6 separate regions of the Sus scrofa genome follow, and all the other regions are linked to region 3. A link is a contact called in public Hi-C data. All regions are on one chromosome and are shown on one strand. The core of a region is the stretch at or near the end of the contact, and the rest is flanking DNA. Distances in the headings are between cores, read along the strand shown. Region 1 overlaps ARHGAP12 (rho GTPase-activating protein 12). Region 2 overlaps ENAH (protein enabled homolog). Region 3 holds the start of ISCA1 (iron-sulfur cluster assembly 1 homolog, mitochondrial). Region 4 overlaps JCAD (junctional protein associated with coronary artery disease). Region 5 has its middle 24 kb from the start of HNRNPU. Region 6 overlaps CNIH3 (protein cornichon homolog 3).

Region 1 (3,593 bases), core at 737-3,236, about 13 Mb before region 3:
TTTGACACTGGAAATGACATTTTATGTGTAGGTACGCTATCGGCCTGTGTTCTCCCAGTTGCGGTCATCTTAAATTCCCTGTGTGTAAAGCCCTGGCTCCCAGCCTCTCCTGAACTCGAAAATCCTATTAGATTTTCTATGTTTTTTTCATTTTATTTTTTGTCTTTTTAGGGCCACTCCTGTGGCATATGGAAGTTCTCAGGATAGGGCTAGAATTGGAGCTGTAGCCGCCAGCCTATATCACAGCCACAGCAACACCAGATCCAAGCCGTGTCTGCGACCTACACCACAGTGCACAGCAGTGCTGGATCCATAACCCACTTATCGAGGCTAGGGATTGAGCCTGCCGTCCTCATGGGTATTAGATTCGTTTCCACTGAGCCACGAAGAGAATTCTTTATTAGATTTTCTAGCCAGACCTCTTCTTAACTCCTTATAGCATCTGTGACCTCCACTGCAGCTTGTGGCAATGCTGGATCCTTAACCCAGTGAGCAAGGCCAGGGATCAAACCTGCATCCTCATGGATACTAGTTGGGCTGGTTACCACTGAGCCACAGTGGGAACTTCCCTGAATTGCCCTCGGCATATGGAAGTTCCCTGGGCCAGGGACCGAACTCCAGAGAATGTTTTCACATGGGGTGAAGGAGGCCTACATATAGGCCTAAAAAGATGGAAGAATTCCAGTTTTCCGTGATCCACAGCCCCTGTGATCCTAGAAGACCATGTTTCACCCAGCACCCACATCAGTCCCTGAAGAAAGAACCCCTGAACCCCTCACTCTGGCCGGAAAGTTGATGTATTATTACTGGCGAGGTGAGGGATACCACAACTGCCCATTCCAAGAGCACACGGCCTCCCAAAGCCACACAGACTGAGAAGGAGGAGGAAGTCATTTCACGGATAGATAGATGGTAGCCAACAAAAAGAAAAGAAGGAGTTCCCCTTGTGGCTCATCGGAAATGAACTCGTATCCATGAGGACGTGGGTTCAATCCCTGGCCTCTCTCAGTGGGTTAAGGATCTGACATTGCTGTAAGCTGTGGTGTAGGTTACAGATGCAGCTCAGATCTGGTGTTGCTATGGCTGTGATGTAGGCCAGCAGCTGCAGCTCCAGCTCCGATTCAACCCCTAGCCTGGGAATTTCTATATGCCGCAGTATGGAATTTTGGTGTTTTGACATCTGTGTTGGTTTTGGTAATTTGTCCCGCTTTCAGTTTGGAAAATTTCTATTGACATATCTTCAAGCTCATCAGTTCTTTTCCCAGGTGTGTCCAGTCTCTTGATCATCACATTAAAGTCATTTTCTGTTACAGATATTAATTTGTGGCATTTCTTTTTGATTCTGTTTTACGTTTTTCATCACTCTGCTTGCATTACTCACTGGTTCTTGCATGTTGTCTGCTTTCTCCTTTACAGTGTTTAAAATATTAATAGCAGTTATTTTAAATTCCCTGCCTGATAATTTCAACGTCTGTGGCATATCTGATGTTAGCTTTAGCTCTTTAGATGTTTTTTTCGTGCCTTTTGCCAGGCCTTGTAGTTTTAATTGAGAGCCATTTTTTATTGTGTAATAGGAATGTAAGTAAATAGGCCTCTAGTGTGCATTGTTGATCTGGCTAGAAATTGTACTGTGTTTAGTGTTTGATGTAGTTGTAGGTACCAGAGGGTTTAAATTCTTCAAGTATCCTTGTTTTGGGCTTTTTCTGAGCTTCCCTCCTTAATGTCTGGCTCCGCAGGAAATCTGTCTGCTACCTTCCTGGCTGGGAGGGGTTGAAGTGTCTCATTACTTGGCCCACATGGCTAACATCAGGGTTAGAGAATGGCCTCCTTGGCACTTGGCAGTGTTGAAAGCTCTGACTCTCTCCTGAGCCTCCTCTGTGTGGGTTGGGGGGGCAGTCTTGTGACTGTCTCTCAGTGACTACCCTGCTTCCTTCCTCTGCCTTTTCTGACATCACCCTTGTGGGGGTTTTGGGGTGCCTTGTTACAGCCCTGCTCACCACTGCTGGTGGTGTGTGGGTGGAATCATTGGTTTGCTCTGTGGCCTTTGGCTGGAGTAGAGTGGGGATATCTAAAAGCTTTCAGTCTTGCTGTCCTTCTGCTTTTCTGATTCTTCTGCTCAGTCTAGAGCAGGGATTTGTTGGGGCTTTTTTGGTCTGTGCCATTTGGTGTTTCTGGGTTGCCGACTTCCCCCTTCAAACCTGAGTGTGTGAGTAAACCCAGAGAACACACCAGCATGTTGTTCATGGAGGCCTGAGGTCACAGTTGGTTTACCTTCTCTCTGCCTTTCAGAGTTATCTTCTTTTTGTTTTATATATTATGTCCAGTGTTTTTATTTATTTATTTCCCTTTTCAAAAAAGTGTTGTACCAGTTTTAGCTGTACAGCAGCATGACCCAGTCATGCATACATACACATTCCCATCTTCCGTCACATTCTATCCTGAGGGATTGGATATAGTTCCCTGTGCTGTACAGTAGGACCTCATTGCTTATCCATTCTCAATGGAATAGTTTGCACCTGCTCACCCCAAACTCCCTGTCCATCCATCCCACTCCCTCCCCCTCGGCAACCCCGGGTCTGTTCTCTATGACAGTGAGTCTGTTCTGTTTTGTAGATAGGTTCATTTATGCCATAGTTTAGATTCCACATATAAGTGATATACGGTGTATGTCTTTCTCTTTCTCACTTACCTCGCTTAGTATGAGAATCTCTAGTTGTATCAGTGTTTTTATTTATATGTAGTGACGGGAATAAGGTAAAGTACATTTCCTCCTTTTCCTAGGACTGGAAGCGATTGATGAGTTTTTGAGTGTCTGTTGTCCTGACTTCTTACGGTCTTGTTCTGCTTCTCTCGGGGTGTCCACTCATTGTAAGCTTCCAGAGTGCCCTGCTTCTCTTGGGGTGTCCTCTCATCGTAAGCTTCCTGAGTGCCTTGTCCTTTACATTTGTTGTACTCATCACATGTGTGATCGTCTCCTTCTCACTAGTCAGCCTGTCATCTCCAAGGCCAAGCTCTTTACCATATCCTGTTTGTCTCTGTGTATCAGGTGCCTAGTATGGTTCCCTGGTACGGAGTAGACATGCTAAATGCTTCCCTAATGATGACTATTGTTTACCCATAAATACGTGGAAGGGGAAGGGGAAACCTAGATAAATGTCCCATCACAGATGGCGTGTTTCTCTTTGGAAACCAGTCATCCAGAAGTGCCATGACCATTGACACAGCATAATTTTTATGAAGAATGTTACTAGGAAGGTGGAGTTGGGGATAAAATGTTGTAATGCAATATAGAGATTTCAAAATTTGAGTCAAAAAATCAGAAAATTCAGGTTGGCAGCCCCCCTCCCCCCAGTAAACTGGACTCGTTATATGCAGTATCTTTATCAGAGGAGCAAGTTTTTTGGTCATTTCAAGTTTAAACTAATGGTTGACCTGAAGATGAAACTTTGAAAGTCATTGTTATTAGTTCAGAGTTCCAAATCTTACAGCAGCCTTAAAAACTATATACTTTGCTCCTGGTGCCCCGTTTTCTCTCATGATCTCATTAATACTCCTTTAATATATATGTCTTGCCAGCCTTGAGTATTAAGCTG
Region 2 (3,365 bases), core at 546-3,045, about 15 Mb after region 3:
CAGAGGGCTTGTGCCCAGGAGCCCCACAGGGTCCTGTCAGTTTCAATATTATTCCCTCTAAAGGGTGGTTCCACTTTTGATTCTTGAACATCTCAACTAGCTCTTCTCTTCAGAAAGGATATTTTTCTGTTCAGTTTTTATATATGGATACAATATAAATATAGTTGCAGATGCTATGTATAGTTAGGTTCTTGTGAAACTGCATTTCAACTACAGATCCACAGAAGAGTAAATATAGTTAGGCTGCTTTTCTAGTGTATTTTAATTTGAAATTCACTTATGAGTAAAATTAAACTTTTCTTGAACGTTATTTACTTTTTTGTTGTCGCCTCAACATTATTTAATATTAGCATATTGACTGCAGTGAGCTCTGAAATAATTCTCATGCCTTAAGTGTAACTCTATTAAAATAACTCCGTTCCCTAGCTGGGCATGGTGGGTTAACAATCTGGCCTTGCTGCAGCTTTGGCTTAGGTTGCGACTGTGGCTTGGATCTGTTTCCTGGCCCGGGAACTGCACATGCCAAGGGACAGCCAAAAAAGAAAAAAAAATTACTCAAAGGGTTTTTGTGGTGGTGGGGGTGGGGGGACATTGGGGTGGTAGCATAGAGGATTGGTGTTGGAAGAAGGGTTCTTAAGGAACTTAGGGAATCAGAAATTTGAGACGTGTCCCTAAATTTCTGAAAATGGATGCGGTATGCTATAAAGTGTCCTAGAGCATTGTCCTTTATTAGGAAGGATTTCTAATGAGTGATTTTGTTATATACCCTTGGTTTTTCCTTAGGGAATATCCACAGAGTTATATTTTCTTTGGCTTTAAGTGATATTTGCCCATTGAAGTATTTTATCTTTAACAATTAAAGTAGAAAAATATAGAAAAGGGACAAATTATGGAAAAGAACAGGTTAATCAGTCAACTAATAGATATTGACTAGTTTCACAAGTATTCATTGTTACTGCCAGGTACAGGTCTCTGGCCCAGAGCTGTGTAGATAAAGAAGCGGCCCATCCTTTGAGGTGAGAGTCCCGAGGAATCTTTCAGCTCGGCCGACTGGAAGGCCCTTGAGCTCGCCTCCTCTTAGAAACCGCCAGAATCACAGCTAATTCCTGGAATAAACGTTGATCAGAAAGACTGAAACCTGCCAAAAAAGAGCTTCTACATCTAAAGACATAAGAAGCCACGACGAGACAGCAGGAGGGGCGCACCCGTGAATCCCCTGGCCCGCGGGTGGGTGGTCTTAGGGACTGAGAAGAATTACAGTGCAGAGGCTCTCCCACAGGAGTGAGAGTTCTGAACCCACATCGCGCTCCCCTGCCTGGGAGTCTGGCTTTGGGAAGATGAACTCCCAGAACATTTGACTTTGAAGACCAGCAGGACCTAATTGCAGGAGCTCCACAGCACTGGGGGAAACTCTTCAAAGGAGTACACACAATCTCATGTGCACTGGGACCAACAGCAAAAGCAGTGACTTCATAAGTGCCTGAGCCAGACCTACCTGTTGGTTTGGGGAGGGCGGGGGCGCTGTGGCTCCCTCGGGGGTCATAAAAGCTGGTGTATCAGCAAGTGTTCATTGGCGTGGGCCTCTTGCTTGGATCATTAGCCCCAAGACCTGGCCCCACCAGTAGCCTGTAAGCTACAGTGTGCCAACATCTCAGGCCAGACAGCTAATACCGCCCCACCTCTCAGCAAACTGGCTGCCTGAAGACTTCCTGAACCCACCACCTCCTCCAGAGGGCCAGGACCCAGCTCCACCCACCAGTGGCCAACCACCAGCCCCTCCCATCAGGAAGCCTGCGGAAGCCTCTAGACCAGCCCCACCCACTATGAGGCAGAAACCAGAAGGAAGAAGGCTACAATGCAGCAGCTTGTAGACAGACCAAAACCACAAACGCAGACCCTGGAACCAGCTGGTCCTTGGGTGATGAGAGAGAAGTGCACTGCTGGGAGCATAGGACAGAGACCCACTTCTCCAAAGTCAAGAAACAGCTAACTCACCACATATATAAAAGTACATACAGAAATTTGACAGAATGAGGGGGCAGAGGAGGACTTGGTGATGAGGAGATAGGCCATCTGTCTGATAAAGAGTTCAGAGTACTGTTCCTAAAGCTGCTCCAAGATCTCAGGGAAAGACTGGATGCAAAGAGTGAGAAGTTACAAGAAGTTTTAAGCAAAGAGTTGGAAAAATACACTGGACAGCCAGACAGAGTTGCAGAATGGATTAATGGAAATAAAAAACACTCTGGCAGGAATCAGTAATGGAGTAACTAAGTCAGAAGAACATATCAGTGAGGTGGATGACAGAGTAGAGGAAATCACTGCCGTGGCACAGAAAAAAGAAAAACGAATGAAAAGAAATGAGGACAGTTTAAGAGACCTCTGGGATAACGTTGAACGCACTAACACTCGAGTTATAGGGGTTCCCGAAGGAGAAGAGAGAGAGAAAGGGCCTGAGAAAATATTGGAAGAGATGATAGCTGAAAACTTCCCTAGCTTGGGAAAGGAAGTAGTCAGCAGGCTCAGGAAGCACGTAGAGTTCTGTACAGGATAAACCCAAGGGGAAGCAGCCGAGACGCTGCTAATCACACTGACAGCAGTTAATACAAAGGGAAATTAAAAGCAGCAATAACATACAAGGGAGCCCCCGTAAGGTTGTACTCAGGGGCCTCACATTCCAATAGGGGATGGGGGAAAAAGATGAGTGTACCAGTAAATCAGTAGTCCAGTTATTCTCAGGTTGTAATAAGTGCAAAGCAGCAAAGAATGTGTGGTGGGGAAAGGCGGAGGGAGGAGGGACGGTCTTTCTTAGGGGCTGAAGTTTGAGTTGACGCGAAAGATGAGGGAGGCAGTCCTGGAGCGCTGAGGAGCGTTCCAGATGGAAGGTACACTAGGTCCAGAGGCCTTGAGATAAGAATGAGCTTGCTTGGTTTCACGGGGCAGAAAACAGAAAGAAAATACCGTCACCATAGCAAACCCATTGTAAACCTCCTTTGAGTCTTGTTTTGATGTACAGTTTGGCTTGTGTTTATAGAATTTCTTTTCTGCTTTTATCACATTTGCTTCATAATATAAGCCTTCCCCCTATTTCACAATGAATGCTTTTCATAAACGTTTGGAATTTTTTCATATAATTAATTTTGTAAATGTATCTTGATTTTTCCATTCCCTGATAATTTGATGCTCAGATTGCTTTTCTTCTCTCCCTCCCTGCCTTCCTTTCTTCCTCCCTCTTTTGGATTGAAAGCTTTTTTTTTCTTACATTGGTTCTCAGAAGTAGAATTATGAACTGGGGCCAAGATATGAATTACTTATTGCTACAATACTGTGCAATTACTGGTGGATTGAGAATTCTTAACTACATCCTG
Region 3 (3,137 bases), core at 595-3,094:
CAGGATCCCAGCCGTGTCTGGAACCTACACCACAGCTCATGGCAACACTGGATCCTTAACCCATGGATCCGGGATGGAACCCGCGTTCTCATGGATAACCAGGTTTGTTACCGATGAGCCACAAGGGCAACTGTGGAACTCAGAAATTTTGAAGAAACAGGTAACACGCCAAATGGTGGAGAAAGAAAAGGCAAAAAAAGTGTCGCCACACTTTCTGACTCTTCCTGGCACTACCATTACTAGAACTGGTAGAATTCTTTTGATTCAGAAATCTTTTAACTGTGACTGAAAGGAGACACAAACTAGGAGTAGTGCCAACTAGTTCTTATTTCAAGACCTTGGAAAATTCTAAGATTTGATGATCTTTCATGACATGAAGCAGGCTTGGTGGTACAGAAAAAAGGAATGTAGAATATCATATACAAACAGTATAACTTCCTTATGGACCTAAAACAGTGAGCCACCATAAAAATAAATTCGCCCACCTGATCACGACTTTCTTCTGCTTTGCTACAACTAATTTTCTGGCAACAGACTTTCTTGTGGCATTAGATGAAACAGAATCTATGATTCAATATAATTTGTTTTCCGGTCTTTAGGAACTGGAGTGCTTACACAAAAGCTTCTCCTTAATCAGGAGTGGGGTGTGTGTGTGAAAAGAATGTTGAACTGATCATTAGCTTTCCTATGAAATAAATCTTTCAAAACGCAAATAGTGACTGGTTAATGGACACTGGGGTTTTCCTTCGGGTACAGATGTTTCGGAACTACGTAGAAGCGACGGGGGCAAAATACTGCGAATGTACTAAATGCCACCAAATCGAACGCTTTAAAATGGTACATTTTATGTGAATGTTCCCTTAGCTTAAAAAAAAAAAGAAAAAGAAAAAAACACGGCGCAGTACGCCGATGATCCAGCACGCGTAGTAAATTCTTTATCTGCAGCGCGTATGCTGGTGCCCTTTGAATGTTTGACCCTTCACCCAAAAAACACTATAAACTCACTCTGGGCGGAAATGTATCCTTCTTTGTCCCTTTTAAGACGTGACCACGGCCCAACACCGCTGGAAGCAGAGAGTGCGTTTCAAAAACTCTCTTCCACCGTAGACACCAGGAAGTAACCCTTTATGCACTGCAGTCTTGATTTCGCCAGAGCGTGGGCTTTGTCACCTCTGCGCTCTCACCGGCGCTCACGCACTCACACTTCGGCTAGCCAAGGTTCTCCCCAAGCGCCTCAAGGACAGCTACCCAGGTTCATTCATCCAGCTAACCCCGGCACCTGACACACAGATCTCTAAATAACCTACACCCTAGCCCCTACAAGACCTCCGCTGCCCCAGGCTCCAAGAACACCGCGGCTGACTGCTGGGCGCCTAGCTCGCGCCCCCTCCCCCCTCTACGCGGCGGCGCACGGCCTGCTGGGAAACGTAGTTCCCGGGCTCCCGGCTCCCGCGGAGCAGCCCCTCCCGCGCCTGTTTATCTCCCCAGCAGGGACGAGTTCCGAAGGGAGGGGGCGGCGAAGCGGCGGCTGCAGAGGGGGACCAGGGCAACGTCGGCCGGCCGTGCCCCGCCACCCCCCTCGCGGGGGCAGAGGGGAACCAAAGTCACGGGCCCGACCGCGCGTCCTGGCCACTCACCAGGGTGAGGGCGGCCCGGGTGGGCTGCAGCTTCCTCTTGCTCACAGCCCGGACAGTGGCCCGGACTAACGAAGCGGACATCTTCGCCGTCCCGGCGACCCGGTACCTGGGCCGGAGCTCGGCCACCTCAGCCTCTCTCCATGGACACGGCTGGCGCATTGACGCCACAGGCTCCGGCGCACGGTGGCCGAGGCCCCGCCCTGCGCGGGCCCGCCCTCGCCGTGGCCATTGGGCGGGCCGCGTGAGTGATGGCCGGAGGGCGGGGCCGGACGCCCGGGCAGTGGTCACGTGATGTGGGGGCGCAGGGGGCGAGGGAAAGGTCGTCCCTCTGCGCAAGGTCTCAGTGCGCTGTCTCCGTGCAGATTAGGGCATGTGGAGTTAGCTCCGACTTGTGGACTGTGAAAGCGCGTAGTTCCATTACCTGCCTGCGGAGCAAGGTGCGGCGCTGCCGCTTAAGAACGCAAATAAGTCCACCGGCTGGTGCTCTCAAGGACAGAGTGGTTCCGAGGCCCAGACGTAGTACACGTCTGTCTTCCTTTTTGGTCCAGCTAGGGAGTTATTAAGGGCGTAGAATTACCGCAGATTCTCGATAAACAACCTCTCCTTCTCCCCTCCCTCTTTCCACAGGCTGTTTGGGACGTTGAAAGACGGTACTAACGCAGTGTTCTCTTCGGGTGCTGAATTTGGAACACAGTCTTACTCTGAGATGTGACCGGGCAGCTCTGGTAATACTTTTATAGCAAGTACCAGTCAATAGCTAGATTGAATACATGTTGCTTGTTAGATCTTGGGTACTCAGGTGCTTCTGCCTTTTGATTCAGCAAATATTCCTGAGTCGCATGCACTGTGCAGCCTGCAGTATACCCGGGCATACACAGGAAGCCTGGTAAATAGAGGGTTTGGAGAATGAGATCCTGGTAGGATAGAAGTGCAGCAGGGGGGTAAGATGGGAGACCATGAGGAAAGGTGGCATTTCTCCTGGAAGCGCTAGAGGTAAGGGGGAAAGGGAGGAGGTTCTGTGGAGTGGTGCTGGGGAGGAATTCCAGTTCTGTTTTGATAAGGAAAGAACTAATCAGTGAAGTGTTTTTTTAATGCCCGGCCGGGGGCGGGCGGGGTGGGGCTAGGCCAATGACTATCCCCAACCTCCTACAAGAGGAGCTTAGTGTTTTAGGCCCCTTGGAGCCTACAGGATTGTAGTTAGATTTCGTTACATCACTTGTCTCTCTGCTGTTGAAATGCAATCACACTGACATTAAGAGAATGGTTATTTCCCCAGGCCCCACGGTGCACAGAGGAAACTGGGATTAGGCGACGGTAGTGTGGTATGTCTCTCGGCTTCATCTTTAACTAGCTGGTTGATCTGGTATAGGGCATTTTTCTCCTGCTCTTCCTCCTACAGATGTGGTGCAGATTAAACACCACTACTAATTATTAATGGATAATTTTTTTTTTGCTTTTTTTTTTAGGGCCTTACCTGTGGCATATGGAAGTTCCCAGGCT
Region 4 (3,116 bases), core at 178-2,677, about 12 Mb before region 3:
ATCCCACACCAGCCAATGACCCGGAATGCTCAGCACCCACAGGCTGCCCTGGCTGACACGTACTAGGTCTGCTCCAATGAACTCACATTACAAAAATGTGTGAGTGTTTAAGAAATGCAAAACTCTCTAATAGGTTGCGCAAACCCAGAGCTGAATTAGCAGTGGTGTCGGCTTCAGGAAGCTGGAAGCCCTGGGGACCAGGAGAAGGTGCTCAGGAGCCTGGGGCAGAGAGCATCTCAACTGGAAACCAAGGAAGCCGGCTGGCGAGGGGGGTTTCCTGTGGGGATGGGGGAGAAGTCCGGTGCTTCCCGGTGGGTCAGAGCAGGGAGCCCGAGGTGGCTCCATGTAGATGGCACCTGGGGACAGGAGGGGGTGTGCATGGGGCCGGAGGAGGCCTGCAGGGCCCATGAGAGAGCTGGGGGTCGATGGTGCAGGCAGCAGGGCTGCAGTCAGGGTTCCCAGCCCATCATCTGGGCCTTGCACCCTCATCAAGTTACCAGCCCTGAGACAGACAGCACCACACATCAGACAGAGCTTTAGAAAATGATCCCTCTATGCAAAAAAACCTTAAAAACAAAAAGATAAAGATAAACTATGCAAAACGAGAATGGTCTCCCCACTTGGGCCAAAAGACTTCTCAGCAAGGTCAGCTGGTCCTCCCCCTTCTCTCATCCCTAGAACTCAGAGTCACGTGACCTGACGACCGGGAGAGCTCAAAGCACAGCCTCTTCACCCACTTAGGAAACGTGGACCCTGCAAGTTTGGGAACCGAGTCATGGCTCCAAGTCCATATTCTTTTTTTTTTTTTTTTTTTTTAAGATACTCTGTTCTAAGATGATGCTAATTATCAGTGGGAAATAAGTCCTATCATTCTCACCCAGGAATCCTGATGTTCCAGCCACGCCCCAGATGATGTATGACACTGCCCATCTGTGTGGCCCTGGCCAGCATGCACTGGGTAGCGTCGGCGTTATGACATGGCTCTGATCTGGGAGGACAGATGCGGTTCCTAGGCAGCTCCCCAGACAGGAAGAGGTGCAAACGCAAGCAGGCAGGGTGGGGAGGAAGTGACCGGGTCCTAGCGAAGGCAGGACAGGAGCTCAGAAAAAAGGCACCCCTTTCAAACTGGGCAGGAGAGTGCAGCTGGGCTGGGCTTTTCTCCACGGTGGCACCAAGTGGCCCTTACAGAGTCACTGCCACCCTCTGGGCTTCACACTCTTGGCTATGAAATAAGGACATTGCTGCCCCTCCCCCTGCACTCCCCCTCCACCCCGCCATCCTAGCCAGTTCCCTTTTGGCCCCCGTGGCTTTCCAAACTGCTCTGACCACCACCCTGCCCGGCTGTGCACAGGGCACTGATGGCTGGCCTGTGGTGAGGAGACACGCTCAAGGGTGGATCTTAACCCACCAAGCAGGCAAGACCAGTCACCCCGGGGTGCTGGGGTTGCATAGGGCATCCAAGGCCCCATCTAGATCAAAGCGCAGCCTCTTCACCCACTTAGGACATGTGGACCCTGCATGTCCGGCTCCAGACCTAGAGCCTAGCCGGCAGCGTCACTGTGGGGGCCAGGCCAGGCTGCAGGACCACGGCCGCCCTGTCCAGTGATGGAAGGCTGGGACATGGCCAAGTACCACAGATTCATCCAGAGTCAGAAACCCCACCAGCCAAAGAATTGGATGGATTTCTTTTTCTTTACATTTTTAAGCTTTAACTACAAGCACCTATTTATTTCCTCTCAAAGCACTTTTCTTCTAAAAGAGAAAAAATAATTCTCCTCCCATCTAACTTTCCATTTGCCTCCTGTCATCTACTGGTCACTAAAGAAAGAAAACATCTTTCCATTTCAACCCAGGACACAGGGCATCTGGTCTCTGAAGCTCTAGGTGCTGGCATGGATCCTTGCAAACATGTATGCAGTTTCTCTTTCTACCCTGCAAGGCGACCTGCGTCCCCAAAACTTCTCCTTAGCTCCCAAAGTAACCAGCCAACTAACCAGCCAGAAGTGCCGGGCGGTAGGGGGGTATGGCCAGATCTGTCAGAACTCTGTCGTGTGCATGCAGACTTCCCAGTGCTGCACCTAAACCATCTGAGTGTTTCACTAACGACGGAAAGCAAGCTGCTCACAGGTCTGGGGGCCCAGTGAGCTGTGGATGGGTTGGGAGCCTCACTGCCCATAGGGAATTCTAAAGTGGCTTCTACTGCCTCCCACCTGGGACCCAACTCCAATCTCTGATCCAGCCCTTTATTTATTTATTCATTTTTCCTTTAGGGCCATACCATGGCACATGGAGGTTCCCAGGCTAAGGGTCAAATAAGAGCCACAGCCACAGCCACCGGCCTAGCCACAGCCACAGCAACGCGGGATCCAAGCTGTGTCCACCACCTACACCAGAGCTTGCGGCAACGCCAGATCCTTAACCCACTGAGGCCAGGAATTGAACCCGCGTCCTCATGGATACTAGCAGCATTCTTAACCCGCTGAACCACAATGGGAACTCCTGATCCAGCCCTTTAAGACTGGGACAGAGCCTATGTGACACATTCACCAGGATTCCATGGCCACTCACCTCATCAGAAACTAAATCCTCTGCCTCTCAAAGCTGTTACAAGTGTGGAGGAATGAATGAATGAATGAATCTCGGGCACATACTGAGCCCGCTGTGTGAGCTGCTCTGCAGCAAGCTCTGTAGGGAACACAGCAGGGGGAGCAGCAAGGCACAGCCTCCGTTCTCTGAAAGCCAAGGGACTAGAAGCACGGAGGCACCGTAGGATCAGGCACGAGTTTGTTCGGTAGCAACACAGGCTGCCCTAATGCTCCAACCATCTCATCTACAAGTTCCCTCTTCCAAAATCCATGGTGGGCGTGCTTTTCAGGGACCAAGGCAGCAGTGGACACAAGGGGGAGTTGTGAAGGGAGCAGGTAGCTCAAGTCCTTCCCCATCCTGGGGGAACCTGCCCCACCCATGACAACCCCTGCCCCACTAGAGCGGTGGTTCTGACTGGAAGCCACAAACCAGCCTCTACCGCCCTGGGCGTGAAGCAGGCCCTCACTTTGCTTGCCCTCGATAATCAAGGTGTTGAATGCTCTGACTTATGAGAGCAAAATCCCTCCTGT
Region 5 (3,258 bases), core at 221-2,720, about 12 Mb after region 3:
ATATCGAGATACATCAAGCATGATCATATCCCCGGTTCATAGTAAGTGCTCCAAAAATAGACTCCTGGGTCACCTTTGAAGGATGTGAAGGAAACGACTCTTTATTCCAAAAATAGGTAGATAAAAATAAAGGAAACACTTATTCTGCCTTTCCTATGTGAACTATCTCTCAGGGTCGTCAAATAGTGAGAAGAGATTCTGCCGATCAAGAAGGAATGACACAATTGAAAATATTGCCAATTTTGAAACCCCTAATGAATAAAGAATCTAAGAAATGATTACCAAGGGGGGCTAAAACCATAGGGAAGAGCTGGTGGGAACTTTATAAGGGACATACAGGTTGATAGTATCGGACAATAGATACTGTCATCACACACACACGCACATACAACAAAAGCCACGAGGTGTTATGTGCCTTCGATGTGGCCCAGTGAGAAACATGCCGCCTGGGAAGTATTCATGCCCTAGATTTGAACTTGATCGAGCCTCTGTTTGTAACTACTACCTTAAAGGTAGTTTGTACTCTTAGTATTTATTCTTTTTCTTTTTTAAGGCTGCACCTGCAGCATATGGAGGTTCCCAGGCTAGGGGTTAAATCAGATCTGCAGCTGCCAGTCTACGCCCCAGCCACAGCAACTAGGGATCCGAAGCCGCATCTGCCACCGACAAGAAAGCTCCCAGCAACGCCGGATCTTTAACCCACCGAGCAAGGACAGGGATCAAACCCACATCCTCATGGGTACTAGTTGGGTTCTTAACCTGCTGAGTCACAAAGGGAACTCCCAATGTTTATTCTCTTTTATCCGCAAATGAGCAAATACTAAATGAAACCCCAACAAAAACCATAAGACCCATGTCAAACTGGGCCCCTTGTAATGTGGAGCCTGGTTAAAAATTTCAAGTAAGTAAATACAGCTGCCCCCAGTAACAGAACCATTACATGCCTGAGATGAAGCTAGCTCTGCTTATGACAAGTGAAAACTGCAGAGCAGACAGGGCTTTTAGACTTCCAGGTGTGCATGGACTATCTTTTTGCCCTGAGAGAGGAGATGAACTTGGGTTCACACGTGCCATACCTTTAAAATATTTTACTACTGTGTCCAAGAAAATGATGTTACCTAAGCAAGCAGACATCTGACAGCTGACTCATCTGTCAAGAATCCCTGTCTCAGAGTTCCGGCTGTCGCACAACAGGATCTGAAGTGTCTTGGGAGTGCTGGGATGCAAGTTCAATCCCCGCTCGGCCCAGTGCGTTAAGGATCTGGCGTTGCCTAAGATGCACCTTAGGTCACAACTTCGGCTTGGATCTGATCCCTGGCCCAGGAACTCCATATGCTGCAGGGCGGCCAAAAAAGGTGGAAGTAGGGCGAAGGGCGGGGCGGAATACCCCTCAGTGTGAAAGAAGTGGAACTGTGTTTCTGACAAGCCACAGCTCTCCAGCCCCGGGACATGTATGTGAGAGAAGCAGGTGTGGATCGCTGGGAAGCTGTGGAGCGAACTGCGCAGGCGCGGGGTTGTCCTCAAGCGTGTTTGCCACGGTCTCCTGGGTCCTGCCGCGTGGTCCCCAGAGAGGACAAGGGCCCATCACGCACACTGTCTGCCTCGTTATTGCCTTACGTCTGTTCATGTTTGTGAGCCGGGCTCCAAAAACCCCAGCGCTTCAGGCTCCCTCCTAGTCTCCAGTACCAAAGTTTGTACTCCTGAATGAAGGCGTGAATATTTGCGTATCATTTTCACAAATAACTTAATTGCGTGTAATCTTGAAAACCACAACTCCTAAACATGACCAGTTGGCCGACAGTGCCTAATATATTGCACATCTAATTAGAATTGTTTAGCTCGCCGCTTTGCACCTAAGAACACGGATAGTTTTTTAACTCTCAGAGGCCACATGAAAAGAACATGAAGAGTTCCCCTTGGGGCGCAAGGGGATCAGTGGCATCTCTGCAGCGCCAAAGTGGAAGGTTTGATCTCAAGCCCAGCACAGTGGGTTAAAGGATCTAGTGTTGCCACAGCTGTGTTGTAGGCAGCAGCTGCAACTCGGATCTGATCCTGACCCAAGAACCTTATACGCCATGGGACAGCCGAAAAAGGAACAGAACATGAATGACAAGGAATTAAATTACAATATAAAAATGATTCCTAAGTTCCCATTGTGGCTCGTAGTAACCAACTTGACTAGTATCCATGAAGATTTGGGCGTGATCCCTGGCCTCGCTCAGTGGCTTAAAGGATCTGTTGTTGCCACAAGCTGCAGAGTAGGTCACACACGTGGCTCGGATCTAGCGTTGCTATGGCTGTGACGTATAGGCGGCAGCTGCAGCTCTAATTCGACCCCTAGCCTGGGAACTTCCATATGCTGCAGGTGCAGCCCTAAAAAGAAAGAAAAACAAAAACAAAAATGATTCCTGGATGCTTCCATTAGAGAGACTATAAAAATTATTAATGTATAGGAAGATTTCAGAGTCCAGTGGATTCTTTAATTTACTTTTGTTTTCAAATGCACCGAAGAAATCACTAAATCCTACTTTTTTTTTTTTTTTTTTTTTTTTTGTCTTTTTGCTATTTCTTAGGCTTCTCCCATGGCATATGGAGGTTCCCAGGCTAGGGGTCTAATCGGAGCCGTAGCCACCGGCCTACGCCAGAGCCACAGCAACGCGGGATCCAAGCCACATCTGCAACCTACACCACAGCTCACGGCAACGCCGGATCCTCAACCCACTGAGCAAGGCCAGGGACCGAACCCGCAACCTCATGGTTCCTAGTCGGATTCACTAACCACTGTGCCACGACGGGAACTCCTAAATCCTACTTTTAAAATGATTTTGAAAAAAAGTGTATTTGGTCCCAAAGAGCCCAAGTGACATCTTTTCCTATTCTTCTAAGTCCTGCCGCAAACTGACACATCAGTAAGAAAAGATCCAAGGTGAATCCTGGTATTTATCTTACTTCTCTTTGCCTTTTCTCATGGAAATGTGGTGAATGCAGTTTCCTCTTAATGGTAGTATTTAGCCCAAGTTCCAGGAATTCAAGGGGTTTTTTGGGGGTGGGGGGAGAATGGGATACGAATTGGGGCTGAGTCCGAACTTTTTGACTTGTGTAGGTTGAATCTGAAGGGAAATTTCCTTGCACAGGAGGAAAAGTAATGGATTAGTGTCCTGGTTTATCAGCAGCCCAGAGCAGAATGATTATTCCAGGCCTGACATTTAATACACCAGTGATCAGAGATATTGCCACTGAAAGCTTTCCTAACAAAGC
Region 6 (3,365 bases), core at 490-2,989, about 16 Mb after region 3:
CTTTTGGAAGGCGGTGCCATCTCTCCCTCAATCAGGAAGCCAGAGGAAGGGTGAAAACAAGAGGAAGACAGGTACCCAAGGAGGGTTCCGCTGTAGCCATCCTTGTGTCAAGAGGGGAGAATCCAGTTCTGTATGAGGCGCTGCTCCTGCCTGACCTTGAACATCATGGTCCTTAGTCGTTTCCGATTTGACCTCCTCACATTACTTCCTCTACCAGGTCTCATGGGCTGTTGTCTAGAGCTGCTGGCCTGGAAAACATCCACCCTTCGTGCCTGAGGACAGAGGGTGGAGCCTCTGCCATCACAATTTTCAGGCTGTCACCCAGGGGTAGTTACGCTGCTCTGCCTCCAGGGCCCAACCGCCCTGCTGGCACAACCCAGAGGGCTCTAGTGGAGTCAATTCACTGTGGAGGACTCCAGGCGATGCCCATGGCACCAACCCAGCTGAAAGGGGGAATCAAAGCAGTTCCAGCACAGCTTGTGAGAGGAGGAGACGATGACCAAGGCTCCTCTCCCTGGGGAGGGCACAGGTGAAGACTGTCAACAAGGAAGGATATCCCTGCCACGTGTCCCAATTGGCACTTGTCTAGGCTGTTCCCTGGACCACATCCCATTTCTGGCCAGGGGTCCCGGGAAGGGTTCAGACCCACTACATAATGGGGCTTTTCGTGGGTGGAACTTCACTGTGAGTGATGATGCCAAGCTTGTGGAAGGGTTAGGAGGTGGTACGGAGAGGGGAGAAGGCAAGAAGGGGTTGACACTTCCTGGACAATGTCGCTGATACTTCAACATTTCTCAAGACTTGTGATTTCCATGAATTTGGACAGGCAGATTAAGGTGACTTTTTATGTGATTTGAATGACATCATCTGCTAATTTGGTACATCCTATATAGGCCGCATGAAGCAACAGTAATTATTTAAGTCAGTATACACCTTAAATGCTATATACATAATTTAAAAGGATACACCTGTGGTGCCATACACATAATAAAAATGCCAGCTATTATTCAAACATGGGTAGTGTTCATATTGAAATATGACCACGCATGATGTTTGAAGTTTCAAACAGCATATACAAGCCAAATGCTTCATTTAAAAATAAAAAGAGATAAAGCAATGTTTATATTGGGATCCATGTTAATTTACTGTGACTGGCATATGAACTGCTGCTTTGATGTGGCCAGCACTGGTATGGCAATTGAAGGGCTTGAGGGCTGGTTTTTTGTTTTGTTTTGTTTTTTTTCCATTATCCTTCATATGGAACAGGAAGAATCTCTCATAACGCTAACCATAGTCTGACTGTTTCAAAGGCAATACCCTCCACACTAAGCCAAGGACCATGGAGCTCCATCCTAACCCACTCCGCGCTTCTCTACCTCAAGGAGAACTCAGTTATTGTTCTGTGACTCCTGGCTAATTCTGGACCCACTAGAGCCCCATAAATCAAAAAGCCTTCCCTATCCCTGAAAAGTCTGGCTATCCAACACTTGTTCTACCGCATAAGCCACTCAACTGAGAAGGGTTTCACACGTCCAGGACAGACTTGGCGGGTCAAAGTGTATTTTGAGATCCCCAGGCTTCTAGGTCTCCTCTGGAACCAGAACAACAATGGGAGGGTCCCCTAGGAAAGGAGAGGACTCAGGCCCCCCACCTCCCCGTCACACACGCCTGCTGGCCGCCCGCCCCCTCCAGCGTAATCACGCTGCGGGCAGGTGAGTCAGAGAGGAGGTGGGCGGCGGTGTTTGGCTTTGCCATGTGCACGGTATCCTGATGCCAGTGACTCCTCCCTCTACCTAAGCCTTCTTCCAAGCCCTGCACCCGGCCAGGCAAAAGGCCTGATTCAGAATCTCTTCTCCTCACCAGCACCCGAGTCTGTTTCCCTTCGATAAAGCGAGTGAGGAAATTGTTGATGTGAACACACAAAAATAGAAGACTTCCTGAATCAGACATGAGTGTGGGGGCAGCGTGAGGCCGAGCTGAGAGCTCAGGCTCGCTGACCGTAATTATCCCTCCCATAGGGCAGCCTTCCTTACCTGGGGCCAAGCAGCTTCTGAGGCCGTGACAAATAGCTGTGCCTGTCGAAACTCCAGAGGACACATTCCTCACCCGGCCTCCCAACCCAAGCTTCGGACCGACAGGTACCAGGAAAGTAAACAGGCTAAACCCATAGCAACAAGAGAGAACTGGTTCTCCTGCTCTCTAGATGGTTCATGACACTTCAATTAAGTTCAACACAATAGAGCTGAATTATTTTTAACCTTCATGGAGCCTCCTGGCTTCAAAGGGGAAATATTCACGGGTAGGGCTGAAGGATGGCTAGAAGCAGAGACCCGAAAAAAAACGCACAAGTACAAATGAGCCATGTATTCAAGGAACCATTTAAGTATGGGACATTTGGTGTGTTGCTTATTTGTCATTGATTTCTCAGAATAACGTAGCACTTTTCCTTCACGCAGTTTCACTGTCACTTGGGCAAATGGCAGAGGGACCCTGAGTCCTGATTTTTCCCCGATAGTTTTGCTGCCATGATGACCAGATCACAGTTGAACAGTTCAAGATCATTCTGCCTAAAGTCAACATGAAGAGTTCCTTCTCTTTTATTTTTGGCATGAAGGGCATCATAGTTTATTTTCTTTTAAGATTTTTATTTTTTCTATTATAGTTGATTAATAATAGTTTATTTAAAAAAAAAAAAACACTGGTCATAATGACCAGCATACACATTGTAATGGCTTTTCTCTTGGGTATTAACACTGCAGTGTTTTTGTACACTGAAATGTTTCAACAGGACCAAGAATGTTAGAGATAGATCTTAGATGAAAATGAACAATATGAAGAGTTCTTTTTTTTTTTTTTTTTTTGACTGCCTCACTGCATAGGGAGTTCTGGGCCAGGGATCAAATCTGAGCCGCAGTTGTAACCTATGTCACAGCTGCAGCAATGCCAGGTCCTTTAACCTAGTGTGCCTGGTCAGGGATCAAACCTGTGTCCCAGCGCTCCAGAGATGCCACCATACCCATTGCGCCACAGTGGGATTCCTGACGAGTTCTTAATGCACAATCTTTTGGACAACTTGGCTCCGTGTCTAAACAAATCTCACTTTTAATAGCTCCACTATGGGGCAAAGGGAGAGAAAGGTCCCATTTCTTCTTTTTATTTATTTATTTATTTTTTCTCTTTAGGCCTGCATGTGTGGCATACGGAATTTCCCAGGCTAGGGGTTAAATTGGAGCTGTGGCTGTGGCCAGATCCAAGCCTCATCTCATGGCTACTAGTCGGGTTCATTACCACTGAGCCACAACAGAAACTCTGGAGTCCAGATTCTTATGTTTAATCTCCCAATTTTTAAATATGGACTATTAGCT

What was found. Hi-C and Micro-C count contacts between places; a contact is called where the count stands out from the background.
Region 1: a contact with region 3 is called in a Hi-C map of embryonic fibroblasts, with 10 times the contacts expected there. The contact joins the enhancer-like site here to the promoter of ISCA1 in region 3. A contact is called at or near these places in 5 of 47 Hi-C or Micro-C datasets (embryonic fibroblasts, mesenteric adipose tissue, omental adipose tissue and 2 more).
Region 2: a contact with region 3 is called in a Hi-C map of omental adipose tissue, with 7 times the contacts expected there. The contact joins the enhancer-like site here to the promoter of ISCA1 in region 3. A contact is called at or near these places in 4 of 47 Hi-C or Micro-C datasets (embryonic fibroblasts, omental adipose tissue, retroperitoneal adipose tissue and 1 more).
Region 4: a contact with region 3 is called in a Hi-C map of retroperitoneal adipose tissue, with 6 times the contacts expected there. The contact joins the enhancer-like site here to the promoter of ISCA1 in region 3. A contact is called at or near these places in 5 of 47 Hi-C or Micro-C datasets (embryonic fibroblasts, mesenteric adipose tissue, omental adipose tissue and 2 more).
Region 5: a Hi-C map of fetal skeletal muscle shows a contact between it and region 3, with 20 times the contacts expected there. The contact joins the enhancer-like site here to the promoter of ISCA1 in region 3. A contact is called at or near these places in 8 of 47 Hi-C or Micro-C datasets (embryonic fibroblasts, epiblast stem cells, fetal skeletal muscle and 5 more).
Region 6: a contact with region 3 is called in a Hi-C map of omental adipose tissue, with 9 times the contacts expected there. The contact joins the enhancer-like site here to the promoter of ISCA1 in region 3. A contact is called at or near these places in 5 of 47 Hi-C or Micro-C datasets (epiblast stem cells, mesenteric adipose tissue, omental adipose tissue and 2 more).

What each region holds. Positions count from the first base shown.
Region 1 is chr10:42,546,779-42,550,371 of Sscrofa11.1, reverse strand. The region is part of intron 3 of ARHGAP12 (rho GTPase-activating protein 12); the gene reads left to right. Among named protein-coding and RNA genes, the nearest start is that of ARHGAP12, 29 kb to the left of the region's middle. Within about 2 kb of position 1,986, at least 29 of the 83 cell types and tissues checked have an H3K27ac peak or open chromatin away from gene starts, as enhancers often do. A contact at or near this core is called in embryonic fibroblasts, mesenteric adipose tissue, omental adipose tissue and 2 more, where this site is marked.
Region 2 is chr10:13,567,086-13,570,450 of Sscrofa11.1, reverse strand. The region is part of intron 1 of ENAH (protein enabled homolog); the gene reads left to right. Among named protein-coding and RNA genes, the nearest start is that of ENAH, 41 kb to the left of the region's middle. Within about 2 kb of position 1,795, at least 24 of the 83 cell types and tissues checked have an H3K27ac peak or open chromatin away from gene starts, as enhancers often do. A contact at or near this core is called in omental adipose tissue, retroperitoneal adipose tissue and subcutaneous adipose tissue, where this site is marked.
Region 3 is chr10:29,064,842-29,067,978 of Sscrofa11.1, reverse strand. It overlaps ISCA1 (iron-sulfur cluster assembly 1 homolog, mitochondrial), which reads right to left and starts at 1,844. Exons shown (of 4, transcript XM_003357702.4): 1 at 1,638-1,844. The coding sequence starts at 1,796. LOC102160368 (a long non-coding RNA gene) reads left to right here and starts at 1,868. Exons shown (of 2, transcript XR_001304283.2): 1 at 1,868-2,074; 2 at 2,265-3,137.
Region 4 is chr10:40,968,227-40,971,342 of Sscrofa11.1, reverse strand. All of the region lies in intron 2 of JCAD (junctional protein associated with coronary artery disease), which reads right to left. Among named protein-coding and RNA genes, the nearest start is that of JCAD, 59 kb to the right of the region's middle. Within about 2 kb of position 1,427, at least 6 of the 83 cell types and tissues checked have an H3K27ac peak or open chromatin away from gene starts, as enhancers often do. A contact at or near this core is called in retroperitoneal adipose tissue, where this site is marked.
Region 5 is chr10:17,519,128-17,522,385 of Sscrofa11.1, reverse strand. No RefSeq gene overlaps it. Among named protein-coding and RNA genes, the nearest start is that of HNRNPU, 24 kb to the right of the region's middle. Within about 2 kb of position 1,470, at least 4 of the 83 cell types and tissues checked have an H3K27ac peak or open chromatin away from gene starts, as enhancers often do. A contact at or near this core is called in fetal skeletal muscle, where this site is marked.
Region 6 is chr10:12,776,980-12,780,344 of Sscrofa11.1, reverse strand. All of the region lies in intron 3 of CNIH3 (protein cornichon homolog 3), which reads right to left. Among named protein-coding and RNA genes, the nearest start is that of WDR26, 22 kb to the right of the region's middle. Within about 2 kb of position 1,739, at least 13 of the 83 cell types and tissues checked have an H3K27ac peak or open chromatin away from gene starts, as enhancers often do. A contact at or near this core is called in omental adipose tissue and retroperitoneal adipose tissue, where this site is marked.